Linked DNA regions of Zea mays: region 1 is linked to region 2. Evidence: chromatin contacts called from public Hi-C data. All regions are on one chromosome and are shown on one strand. The core of a region is the stretch at or near the end of the contact, and the rest is flanking DNA. Distances in the headings are between cores, read along the strand shown. Region 1 holds the start of LOC103633132 (transcription initiation factor TFIID subunit 15). Region 2 holds the start of LOC100191846.

What was found. Hi-C and Micro-C count contacts between places; a contact is called where the count stands out from the background.
Region 1: a contact with region 2 is called in a Hi-C map of tassel, with 2.7 times the contacts expected there. The contact joins the promoter of LOC103633132 here to the promoter of LOC100191846 in region 2. A contact is called at or near these places in 2 of 25 Hi-C or Micro-C datasets (leaf and tassel).

The regions. Positions count from the first base shown.
Region 1 is chr7:153,026,514-153,033,067 of Zm-B73-REFERENCE-NAM-5.0, forward strand. LOC103633132 (transcription initiation factor TFIID subunit 15) reads left to right here and starts at 3,361. Exons shown (of 8, transcript XM_008654812.4): 1 at 3,361-3,570; 2 at 4,725-4,841; 3 at 4,959-5,296; 4 at 5,412-5,615; 5 at 5,874-5,957; 6 at 6,545-6,554. The coding sequence starts at 4,725.
Region 2 is chr7:152,897,421-152,903,961 of Zm-B73-REFERENCE-NAM-5.0, forward strand. LOC100191846 reads right to left here and starts at 3,012. Exons shown (of 21, transcript NM_001137270.1): 1 at 2,867-3,012; 2 at 2,727-2,774; 3 at 2,541-2,632; 4 at 2,324-2,414; 5 at 1,222-1,282; 6 at 1,058-1,135; 7 at 870-920; 8 at 688-761; 9 at 416-488. The coding sequence starts at 2,943.

The DNA of each region.
Region 1 (6,554 bases), core at 2,111-4,610, 130 kb after region 2:
CCCGTTGAACATAGCCGCACTAAACACATAGCCATTCGGTATCATTTTTCTAAGGGATCACCAACAAAAGGGAGATAGCGAGATTGCATATATTAACACTAAAGATCAATTAGCCGATATCTTTACCAAGCGACTTGATGAACAGACTTTTAACAAACTTAGGCATGATCTAAATATTCTTGATTCTAGGAACTTCTTTTGATATCTTGCATACATAGCTCATTATTATACCTTTGATCATGTCTCTTTTATATATGCTATGACTAATGTGTTTTCAAGTGAACTTCAAACCAAGTCATAGGTGTATTGAAAGGGAATTGGAGTCTTCGGCGAAGACAAAGGCTTCCACTCCATAACTCATCCTTCGTCGTCGCTCCGAGCAACTCTCCAAGTTTGGTATAATCTTCTCTCATATGTCTTTTACCAAAGGAGGAGAAAGTAATTCAAAGGGCTTATATTTCACTCTAAGTATCCGTTTTTGGCGATTCATGCCAAAGGGGGAGAAAGTATTAGCCCAAAGCAAAAGGACCGCACCACCATCTAATTTTAAAACTAATGATTTTCAATTCGTAAATTTCAAATTGATATCTTATTGTGTTCAAAAGGGGAAGAAAGTAGTATTTTCAAAATTGATATCTTAAAACCCTCTTGAACACTAAGAGGAGAATTTCATTAAGGGGGAGTTTTGTTTAAGTCAAAGGAAAAGCATTTGAAACAGGGGGAGAAAACTTCAAATCTTGAAAATGCTTCACAAAATCTTATTCATCTACCTTTGACTATTTGCAAAAAGTCTTTGAAAAGGATTTACAAAAGAATTTGCAAAAACAAAACAAGTGGTGCAAGTGTGGTCCAAAATGTTAAAATTAAAGAAACAATCTATGCGTATCATATAAGTATTTATATTGGCTCAATGATAAGTAACCTTTGCACTTACATTATGCAAACTAGTTCAATTATGCACTCTTATACTTGCTTTGGTTTGTGTTGGCATCAATCACCAAAAAGGGGGAGATTGAAAGGGAATTAGGGTTACACCTATTTCCTAAATTGATTTTGGTGGTTGAATTGCCCAACACAAATAATTGGACTAACTAGTTTGCTCTAGTCTATAAGTTATACAGGTACCAAAGGTTCAACAAAAAGCCAATAAAAAGACAAAGAAAAGGGTTCAACAAAAAGAGCAAGGGATAACCGAAGTGTGCCCTGTTCTGGCGCACCGGACTGTGTCCGGTGCACCAGGGGACTCCAAGCTAAACTTCGCACCTTCGGGAATTCTCAGAGGCGCTTCGCTATAATTCACCGGACTGTTCGGTGCACCACCGGACAGTGTCCGGTGCCCCAGGGGAGAGCGACTCTGAACTCGCCAGCTTCGGATTTCCGCTCCGCTAAAATTCACCGGACATGTCCGGTGCACACCGGACTGTTCGGTGAGCCAGCAGAGCAACGACTACTTCACGCGCAACGGTCGACTTCAACGCATTAAATGCGTGCTTGCGCGCGCAGAGGTCAGAGCACGCGCGGGTGGCACACCAGACAGTCTACAGGACTTGTCCGGTGCGCCACCGGACAGCCAGGCGGGCCCACAAGACAGAGCTCCAACGGTCGAACCCTAACGGCCGGGTGACGTGGTTGGCGCACCGGACACTGTCCGTTGGCGCACCGGACTGTCCGGTGCGCCATGCGACAGCAGCCTCCACCAAACGGCTAGTTTGGTGGTTGGGGTTATAAATACCCCCAACCACCCCACATTCAAGTCATCCAAGTTTCCCACCTTCCAACTACTTACAAGAGCTCTAGCATTCAATTCTAGACACACCTAAGTGATCAAATCCTCTCCCAATTCCACACAAAGCATTAGTGATTAGTGAGAGAGATTTGTTGTGTTCTTTTGAGCTCTTGCGCTTGGATTGCTTCTTTCTTTCATTCTTTCTTGCGAACAACTCAATTGTAACCGAGGCAAGAGACACTAATTGTGTGGTGGTCCTTGCGAGGAAGTTTGTTCCCGTTTGATTGAGAAGAAGAAGCTCACTCGGTCCGAGGGACCGTTTGAGAGAGGGAAAGGGTTGAAAGAGACCCGGTCTTTGTGACCACCTCAACGGGGAGTAGGTTTGCGAGAACCGAACCTCGGTAAAACAAATCCGCGTGTCACACTCTTTATTCGCTTGCGATTTGTTTTACACCCTCTCTCTCGGACTCGATTATATTTCTAACGCTAACCCGACTTGTAGTTGTGATTAACTTTGTAAATTTCAGTTTCGCCGTATTCACCCCCCTCTAGGCGACTTTCAGGGTGAAGTTGGGCTCTTGCTTAAGGTTTAATTATTGTTGATTTTTAGAAAAGCCCAATTCACCCCCTCTTGGGCATCGTGATCCTTTCAGTAGGGCTAGAAAATAAGCTTGAAACTCGTGAGCCGGCTCGAGCTCGGAGTGGTTCCGCTCGGCTCGCGAGCCTTGAGCAAGCCGAGCCGGTATTTTGGGCTCGTTGCCGTAGCGAGTCGAGGCGGCTCGTTCCAACTCGCGAGCTGTGCCAAATTACTTAATATATAGAATAATGATGGATATTGGATAATCTTATAGATAGTGAGTTTGTTCCTTGCCGTTTCATGATACATATATGACAATTCATATTTTAGATTACTCATAATGACGAATGATATCTATATATTTTATATTTATGTACTAATAATTCATTGTATAATGCAATTATATATATTAGGATGTGACTCGCGAGCCACATTCGAGTCAAGCCGAGCCTATCTCTTTAGCTTGTGAAATGGGCGAGCCGAGCCGAGCTTGTCTCGGCTCGTTTCCAGCTCTACTGCCTCATGTAGACGAGGTTGAGTGCCTTATCACCGCTCTCGAAGATAATGTGTCTGTTTGGTTCAACTTTTTTCTGACCAACTTTTTTTTTCTGAGAATCTAACTGTGGAGAGAATCCAACTTGGGGAAATCTGAGTATCATAGGGATTATGTGCGGAAAAAGATGAAGTGTTCCAAAGGGTTCAGAATCTTGAAAGCGACGGATTCCTACTATCTTGACGACTCGATCGATTCTATGTTTATGTTGCTTTTAGATGTTTTTTTATCAAAACAATTATTATAGAAATGTCTCGAAAAACTAGGGCGTCTGCGTAGCACATTTTAGTAACCATAAAAAAGCCAAAACAAACAGGATTATTAATGTTCTCCGACGTGAACCCGGGAGAGCTTAGCTAGCGAGAACTCGGTCGCCCGCGCTGCCCAATTCTCATAATGACATTATATTCAACCATTTTTTTCTTTATTAAAGGACTAAATGACATTATAATGGACGTGGAGTGTTTGATATTGGTATGGAGATGAAACCTATAAAAATGATGGTAAAGTGGGGAAACCTAATTCTCGTAGTGGCAAAATTCCAAATTTGTTGTTGTACACACGGCACACCCTAACCAAAACATCCTGCCGTTTCCCGTTCACCCAGCGTGCGCTCCATCTTGGCGAGGCCGCGAGGGCGACCGCTACAGCAGCAGCCGCCGCCGCCGCCAGATCCCCAGGCCTTCGTTGAACCCTTCGCCGTAACGAGATCAGGTATGCCCACCCTCTCTCTTCCGTTCCTGCTTTGCGAAACCGAACACCCAAACCCTAATATGAGCTATTTGCCTTGTTGTATTCGGATCTGATCGAATTGCAGTATGAACTTTTTGCATGTATTATGCATATGGCATACTATCTTCGACTGTTTTAAAAAAGAATCAGGTATACATATGTAAACTGTAACCCATATTCTTGCTGGGTCCGCCCTATCGGGGAGGATGGTAGGTCGTCATTCCCGCTAGTACCTGTGGCAGATTTGATCTCTCTGTCGCGGTACCTGCGTCTGCGAGGCTGTTTTGACGTTCTAGCTGTTCGTGAGATCATCGTGTCCTTCGGTTCCTGTCATTCTGCTCTTGATTACATGTATCGTCTGCTGAATTTGTGCTCTTGTGTGATCCAAAAATCTGATAACCATAGTATTTGGTGCGTCGTATCTGTTGCATGGTTTTCTCCTGCCACTTTTATCCACTGTCTGGGCATAGTTTGTCACCTGCTGGTGTAAATTTACGTGTACCTTCGGTTGAGAGCTCTTATGCAAATGGTTCGATGGTAAAAGAATCATTTTCACACAGCATTTTCAATTAGCTTACATATTTCTTGGAGGGTAACACCTGGTGTTCCTTTCTTATATGGTAACGATAAATTGATAATTATAGGACATACATCTGTTCACTTTTTTTGTTTGGTTTGTTTGTCTTTTCTTCCCTTATTATCTCTAGAATTTACATTCCTACTAACTGAACTTCAGTGTTTCATGCCACAAGTCTTACAAAATTGCAGATCTTCTAGAATCGAGTCAACTGAAATGCCCTAGTATTTTAAGTATGGACTGTTGCAAACAAATTAATTCGGTTTATAAATTAACTGGAGGCTGTTCAGTGCTTATACTCTCAACTTCAACATACTTTAGGTTTACTCCTTGCCTTTTGTTATGAACCCACAATACCCTATTCATTATTCAATTCATTCTTTTATTCTCACTGCTTACTGTTTGTCTTATTCTGTATCCCATTTTAAGTATTATTTGCACTTTTATGCCTGTGATGATATTGTCTACTTCATACCTCTTTAGTATTTTTTGAAGCAAGACAATTAGACAAAACGAATCAATGGTACTACTTTTCCATAATTTGGTGGTTTTGTTACAGATGGCTGGGTATATGTCAAGAGGGCCCCAAAATGGTTCTGTGTATGTCTGCAATCTACCTCCTGGAACTGATGAAAATATGTTGGCTGAATATTTTGGCACCATAGGCTTGCTAAAGGTATGGGTCTTACCAGGTAACATTTTTGGCCACTACCAAAAATTTTAAGATTGTTCATACATTTTAAATTCCATTTAAAGAACACTTAGCCTCGTCTCTGTTGTAAAATTGCAACAGAAGGACAAAAGGACTGGGCGTCCAAAAATTTGGATATACAGGGACAAAGTTACTAATGAACCAAAGGGTGATGCAACAGTCACCTATGAGGATCCACATGCTGCTTCAGCTGCTGTGGAATGGTTCGATAACAAGGATTTCCATGGGAGCACTATTCAGGTTCACATAGCTGAGTCAAAAAGCAAAGATGCATTCGATAACCCCACAAGTTTGAACATCATTGGTGGTGTTGGTGAACAAGATGAACTGGATAATGGAGCAGGCAGAGGCAGAGGGCGTGGTGATGGTCCAGGCAAGGCTTGGCAGCAAGATGGGGATTGGATGTGTCCAAATACAAGGTCTGTTATGATTGGTGAGCGACTTCTCTATCACTTCAGTTCACTAGTTGACTAGTATTGTATTCACATTGTTATTCTTTTTTTTTTGATTATCTGAGATTATTTATTCTCCCAGTTGTGGCAATGTAAATTTTGCCTTCCGTGGTGTTTGTAATCGCTGTGGAGCTGCACGCCCTGCTGGTGCTGGTGGAACTGCTGCTGGTGGTGGCGGTAGGGGTAGAGGCCGTGGTAGCTCTGATGCAAGAGGAAGCAGCCATGCTGGTGCTGCTGTTGGTGGTCCACCTGGATTGTTTGGCCCGAATGATTGGCCATGTCCAATGTAAGAGGCTAAGATTTAAATTTTTTCTGTTTCGTAGATTTGAATACATCCATTAATTTCGATCTTCATTTTTTCACATTTATTTGTATATGCATCTGCCCCATGAAATCAATAAGACAATGCTTTTGACATTATTCTGGGATTTTTCGTATCTCAAATTTAACTGCCACCCTCTATGTCTTAAGCAATTTTTATGCTTCATTAGTATAAACTTGCTGTCTTATATGATGATATGAACCCAACTTCATTTGTGTCCAGGTGTGGCAACATCAACTGGGCTAAGCGGACCAAATGTAATATATGTAACACCTCCAAGCCTGGTACCAATGAAGGTGGTGTGAGGTAAGTACAAGGGCACTATTTGCATGTGGTTGGCCATATTATTTTAGATGACAATATAAATTGTACTCTATCAGGTATCCCAAACATCTTGTAAATTATATTATCAAATCAGGAATATTAAACATACTGTAAATTATAGTAACAATTCATGTAACTAAGAATGTGAGCCCTCATTTGTTATATGTGGTAATGGATTAATAGGGTTCATCGATAGATAAACATCATGCTTTTCACCTGATGCACTCACAGCTAGGATGAATTTTGCCGCACAGCAACAGTACTCCTTAAAAAACTGCAGATCAATTGCAGTGATATTGTGCCCTTAATGTGACCAGTTTTTGACCTTTGGGCTCAGAAATTGACTCAAAGGAGGTGCAATGCCACTTTGCCCATTGACAATTGTTGTGAGTTGTTAGTTGTGAACCATGCAGTGCATGTTATGTGAAACGTGATGTAAAAAAATGTGCACACTGGGCGTTTTGTATGTTATGCCCATTAAGTGAGCAACCATGCATATGCATTTAACTATTTCTAACCAAAAAATGTTTATTCAAATATCAAGGTTTGCCTTGCCTTTTTTATTTTAGGGGTGGCCGT
Region 2 (6,541 bases), core at 1,762-4,261:
ATTGTGGTTTCACTTATTAATCCATATAAAGGTTCTGGAAGTTGCATAGTTATTTCAGTTTATATTCCATAGGAAGAAAAGAGAAACAGCCTCAATATTCAATTTCCTTCAGAAACAAGCTTGCCTTTTATTTTGGCCAAAACATGCACTCTCCCTTTACATAGAAAGCATCGAAGGGCCTCAAACAGCAAAATATGATTTATGAATAACACACGACAATACTACATTGTAACAGAATATAATTTATTTTCCTCTCATGAAGTAACCCTTCATAATGTAGAATACTACAGCAATTAATATTTAAGTGCAATCTAAACCTAAAAAGAATAATATCTGGAAACCAGATTACAAAATCAGTTTCCAGATCACTTATGTTGCCAACTGCAAAGAGAAGCTTAATGTGACTTCTGCTTACCTGAGCCAATAAGATGTCAAGTTTTCCGCTGTTATTCAAAGAAGGAAACACATCACCATGACCAGGAGGATACCTTACACATCAAAAATCACAACAATCAGATGGGTATCACATTTATGTAAATACGCTATAAATGAGGTACAGTTCAAACTATATCTAAAAGTCTTCACCGTAAATAATCCAACAAGCAAGGTGATATTCCATTGTGAGTAGTCATTGCCTCATTGGAATAACATTTTAACTTCTATAATAACCTAAGACAGAAAACTAACCAGCCATCCTTCCCAGATTTCCCTTTGCTGGGAAGTGGCAAGAAGTCCTCGGTAACAATGCGAGGATACTGGCTCTGTAGAAGACAATGCAAATTTATCAGCTAACATTGCTTTCCACTCCAAAATGCTATATACTTGAAACAGTGTAGTCGAAATATATATTAAAAAAACAGGCCGCAAACCTGATTGAAAGTATGAATTTCGATGTTGGAGTTGGAATACTTCTCAACAATCTTCAGGGAAGAGAAAAGGTAAGCAAGCATGTAAGTACAACTCTAGGAACTCATCATTTAATGAACACAAAAGCATATTAGTACAAGTCTAAGAACTCATCAATTTAATGAAGACAAAAGCAAAGGGAAAACAGAACCTTCTGTGTGTCATCATGGGTGTTGAAAGAGTTCATCAGAAGTAAAGGGACATTGCATCCATACTTCTTGTTCAGGGACTGCAGAGACATGTAACGAATAAAGCATAGACTGATTCTTCCATATCCAAACAGTAAGAGAAGATGTTCAGGTTAATGAAGGATACCTCAATTTGAATCACAATAAGGTCAAGGAATGTGAACCCATTGCGGACTTCAATGACAGACCTGCAGGACATAGGAATCTTAGTTGTTCTAACTGCTCAAAGATGAAGCAAGAGCCATAAGTCCATACCATCTCAAGGGTCATGCATAGCTGCATAAATAACTAGTTAATGCATAGGGTGCCTAAGTGTGGCTAATGCCTATCAAAGTTGTCTCACTAGATTAAGTCAACAAATTGAAGAGTTCTAGAAATAGATCTAGCTCAACAAACAATGATATGCCAGGAGACTTAATGGCATCTAATTAACCAACAATTAGATACAAATGGGTCAGACACTACTAGTTGAGGCATTAAGAACACTCCATAAGAAAGTGATACAGGCAGCTGCAGCTAATTAGGAGCTGGGCAGATAAACAATTTGATCACCTTATCACATCAAACAACATATGCACACAGCCACTCATCAATCCACTCATTTTCAAAAAATGGAAGGAGATCTAAACCTATTGGAACCGCAATATAGTGAAAAGGGACAACAGTATGAGCACTTGAAAGATACAACTTAAGTATTCCATATTCTTCTAGACCATAGACATTGAAAGCTCCACTGGTAGAGCCAATAAAAACAGCATTATTAGGACAGGTCATACTATAACAATGGTACAGTACATTATGACATCTGAGCGTGCGCACTAAAACCCAAAGAACAACGCAATAGTGATACTTGTTTAATCATTTGCGTCCATTAGGAAAAGCAAGCTTGCACCAACTACAAAACTATCGACCAAGAAACTAACAAAGAAAAGTAAATAACCCAGAAACAGGGCTTGAATAACAAATATTATATTACTAGTGCTCTACCAAAAACCATGTGCAGGAAGATCAACACCGAGTTTCCATGTTGCTCAGAACGTGTATCTAGGGAACAAAGACACAATCCACATATTTACAGGCTAGCTAAAGAGAAATACAGTTCCTAGTCCCTTCGTAATTCAAAATATACCTCACACAAACATAACGAACAAAGCTAGATACATGATCCAGCATGTGAGAGCTGGTAAAATTCAGCCAAGCAGTAGTGGAGAGGATGGAGGTGCACTCACTTGGGCCCAGTGCAGCCCATGGTCGTCCCGAGCCCTCCGTTAAGCTTGAGCACAACGAGCTTATCCAGCAGCTTCTTCGTCTCCTCGAGATCTACCTCACAGACACACGATCCAATCAGTGTCCACACGCAGTGTGTAAGAGATCCACGATCGGATCCACCCACAACAACAATCACACTACACTTAACTAAGATGAAATTGGCACGGGCGATCATACCTTCGGGAGGCGACGCGACGGTATCGTAGGGCACCACCACCTCATCCGTAGGGGTCTGGATCTTGCTCCACTCGATCTGCTCCGCCTCCCCACTGCAAAACGCCACAGCACACATAACTCGGCTGACGAGTCGATGCGCACAGAGCAATCATACAGAGTGAACCTGCGGGATCTACTTCTACTTACCTGAGGTACCGTGACACGAGGCTGATGAACCCGGACTTCTCGTTCTCGCTGCGCGGAAAAACACACTCAGAAATCAGCAAAAATGGGAGGCGAAGCGATCGGGCGGCGAGATCTAGTGCGGAGAGGAGGGGGGCACTCGCCTGATCTGGTCGAGCTTGGCGACCTCGGCGCGAAGCTTATCGAGCTTCTCGTCGACCGACACCGCGGTGGTGGCCATCGTCGGGGCTCGCGAGGCTTCGAAACGAAAGGACGGGACGAGATGTCAGACGAGCGGAGTGCAAGCGAGGAGGTGTGGTGTGGTGTGTGTGCCGTGTGCGCGAGCGAGCAGGACAGCGCGGGTTTCATTTATAGCGGCCGCGGTCTCCGTCAGGCGCCGTGACGGAATGTGCGGCGGGGGTGCCGGATGCTCCGCGCGTCGTGACGGCGTCTGACATCTGGCACGACGGGAAGAGCCCGGCCGTGCGGACCTCGGGGTTCTCGTCGTGTCGAGGCTAGCCCGCCTGTCCCGTCTGATCCGTCGGCGCCGCGACCGGGATCGGGGATGGCGCGGTGAACGCTGAGCTGGCCGCCGGCTTCGCGTGGGCTGGACGCGGACGGACGGCGTGTCAGTGTGTCATTAGGCTCCGTGCTTTAACAAACCAGTCTCTTTCGGCAGCTATACCATCCTGATTATGTTATCTTAACTTTTTTTTTGGATAGAAATTATGTTATACTTTCTTAATGCTGTCATGGGGATGTGCAGGTAAAATTGGATCCTGTTAACTGAAAATTATCGTGGGCGCCGTGGTCTGCTAATGCTGTGTGACAAGTTCGGAGACATCGAACGCGACACTAGTTTACTAGTAGTAGTTGCGCTATCGATAAATGTTTGCTAAAAAATGTAATAGCTAACTATCCTTTTCAAAGAAACGAAAAAGTGAGCCAGTGTGCGTTTCCGCTGCATCATCTGCATCTCGGCCCGCGACCAGGTTTCGGGTTCCAGCCATACATCATGGTGCGATTAGGTGTCAACGTGCGCTTCTAAGTCTTATAACAAACTAATAATTGCACAGTGCGTGCACAAAGGTGCGTGTTTCACCAAACTGATGCTCTATTCAAATCAAATCTAAATATCATTGTTTGTATCACATGTGTGTGTCGGTGCCAGGCTGCCAGCAAAGAGTGGTGCACGTTCTTTTCATTATTATTTTTTTTCCAAACATGAGGGATATATAAGATGAGTGGCGCAGAAGCAACGCTTTGTTGCTGTTGCTGCAACAAAAATAAGGTTGCGCGAGATGCATCAGTCATCAGAGGGTGGCCCTTAATTTAATTTCCTTCCGTTTAAAGATGGTGACTCCTCTCACCTTGGCGATTTGCCGGTTCATGTCTGACACCGACATAGTACAGGACTACCCCAAGTGCATGAAACCAATATATAGGCGGGGCCCTCCGGTGATGACTGGTGAAGCACACTCACCTATATCTGCGCCTCCGCTCCTGCATCTCCAAACACCTGTGCACAGCGCTCCGTTCTTGGCCAGCAGCGCTCTGATGGTCCGCCGAGCCTGCTGCTCCTGTCTCCTGGAGTTCATTCCCCTTGCGCCAAGCCGAGTCACATTTGAAGGTGAAGGTGAAGGTGAAGGCGAAGGCGAGCAGAGGTGACACCTTTCGGTGCTTCTGCGGGCAGGGACACGGACGCCCAAACAAGCTGCCGAACAAATCATCATAATCATCTCACGCTGCTGCCAGGCGATCGAACACGGGACGTCCTGTTCGTATCCAAAGGACCATGCAGAGATTGCGCTCGGTTCTTGCATTGACTCACGCCAGAGTTTTGCCAGGCGAAATAAAATCCAAAACGAAGGCCCTGTTTGGCACAGCTGCTGCTTGTTGAAAAAGCAGCTTATCTGATAAGCTGGTGAAAAGCAGTTTCTGCTTGTTGGCTGCTTTTAGTGTATTCTGAGAAGCAGCTGAACTGATAAGCTGCTGCAGAAGCTAGCTGTTTGGCAGAACTTCTGTTTAAATTTGTGAAGAAGCTGAAAATAAGCTGTGCCAAACAGGGCCGAAATAGGAAGGCAACGTTGTGTGCAGGCGTGACTGCGTGAGCATGTTGAGAAAGCTTTTAATTAGTCGTCTTTTGCATCTCGCCCTATGCTTCTACACAACTGCAGCAGCAGCTCAGGCATGCGACAAGCAAATGCTTTTGAGTGTTGAGAGTTGAGATGTACCGTATCATGTATGGGGTGGATCTCGCTTCAAAGTGAACTTTTGGTGATCCTATCGTGTAAGCAGCATTATGGGAGTATTTCGTACATTCCAGTGTTGGATATGGAACTTGTCCCGTACTCCTTCATGCATGCAACTATGAAGTGCAGCAACATGAAGATCATTCGGACGGGGGTGGCTGGGCTAACTTTTTTTTTTACCAACACAACATAGAATAATTTCAATCTGCGTCGTGTTGTGCCTAAATACTAAAAGTTAGGCCCAGCCAATGATAATGTCGTGTCGACTCAAGCACGGCACGAAAATAAAAACTTATATATATATATATATATATATATATATATATATATATATATATATATATATATATATATAATACATTCTTAAAATGTTCATAACTTACTATAAACTAAAAAAACGTATGAGAAAGAGACACCGATGTTTTCTATAACTTGTGTGAAGAGATAAAAAAATATTAGAGCATAAAATAATCATTTAAACACAAGTTTTTTTAACTCATATCTCACTTTGTGCCGTGCGCCCGTGCCGACCTAATCACGGCCTATCTAGTCGTGCCAGGCCATTGTGCCTAAGTTTGAGACACTTAGCCCGTGCAGGCACGACCAATTTTTTCTTCTTGTCATGTCATGCTTTGGGTTCTTATTTTCGTGTCGTGTCGTGCCGGTACCAAATGGTCCGGCCCAAACTGTCTAGTCGCGTCTTCCCTGGGGCGCCACTTGTGTTGGTCTCTACGATTTGCTATCTCTTTCTAGTACCTGATGATCATGTTTGCATCTTGAATGCCTGTTTCATGTGTTCGTAGGCTACAGCGAGAGCACCGAGAGTTCGGGCGTTCCCACCGAGGGAACTCTACGGACAACGAGAGGCGGCAGATCCGCTAAGAGAGAGATGGAAACCGGCGAGAAGGCCACAAGCCACGGGAAGGCTCCATCAAGGGAGTCCGGCGCCAAGGAAGGGAGGAATCACCTCCCCGCGTCAAGTCGCATCGGAGTGGTGACAAGAAGAAGATGATGAAGAAAGTGGTCTACTACGAGACCGATTCTTCGTCGCCCTCCACATCCGGCTCCGACGCCGCGTCCGTCACTTGTAAGCGCCATGAGCGCAAGAAGTATAGTAAGATGCCAGTTCGTTGTCCCCGTATCTCTAAACACGCTCCTTTACTTTCTGTTCCATTAGGCAAACCACCATATTTTGATGGTGAAGATTATTGTATGTGGAGTGATAAAATGGGGCATCATCTAACCTCACTCCACGCAAGCATATGGGACATTGTTGGATTTGGAGCGCATGTACCTACGGTGGGGGACGAGGGCTACGACTCGGACGAGGCCGCCCAAATCTAGCACTTTAACCCCAAGCAACTACTATACTCCTCGCCTCTCTATGTCGAGAGGAGTATAATAAGGTGCAAGGGTTAAAGAGTGCCAAAGAAATTTGGGACGTCCTAAAGACCGCACACGAAGGAGATGAGGTGACCAAGATCACCAAGCGGGAAATGATCGAGGGGGGGCTCGGTCGATTCGTCCTCAACCAAGGAGAGGAGCCACAAGCGATGTACAACCGGCTCAAGACCTTGGTCAACCAAG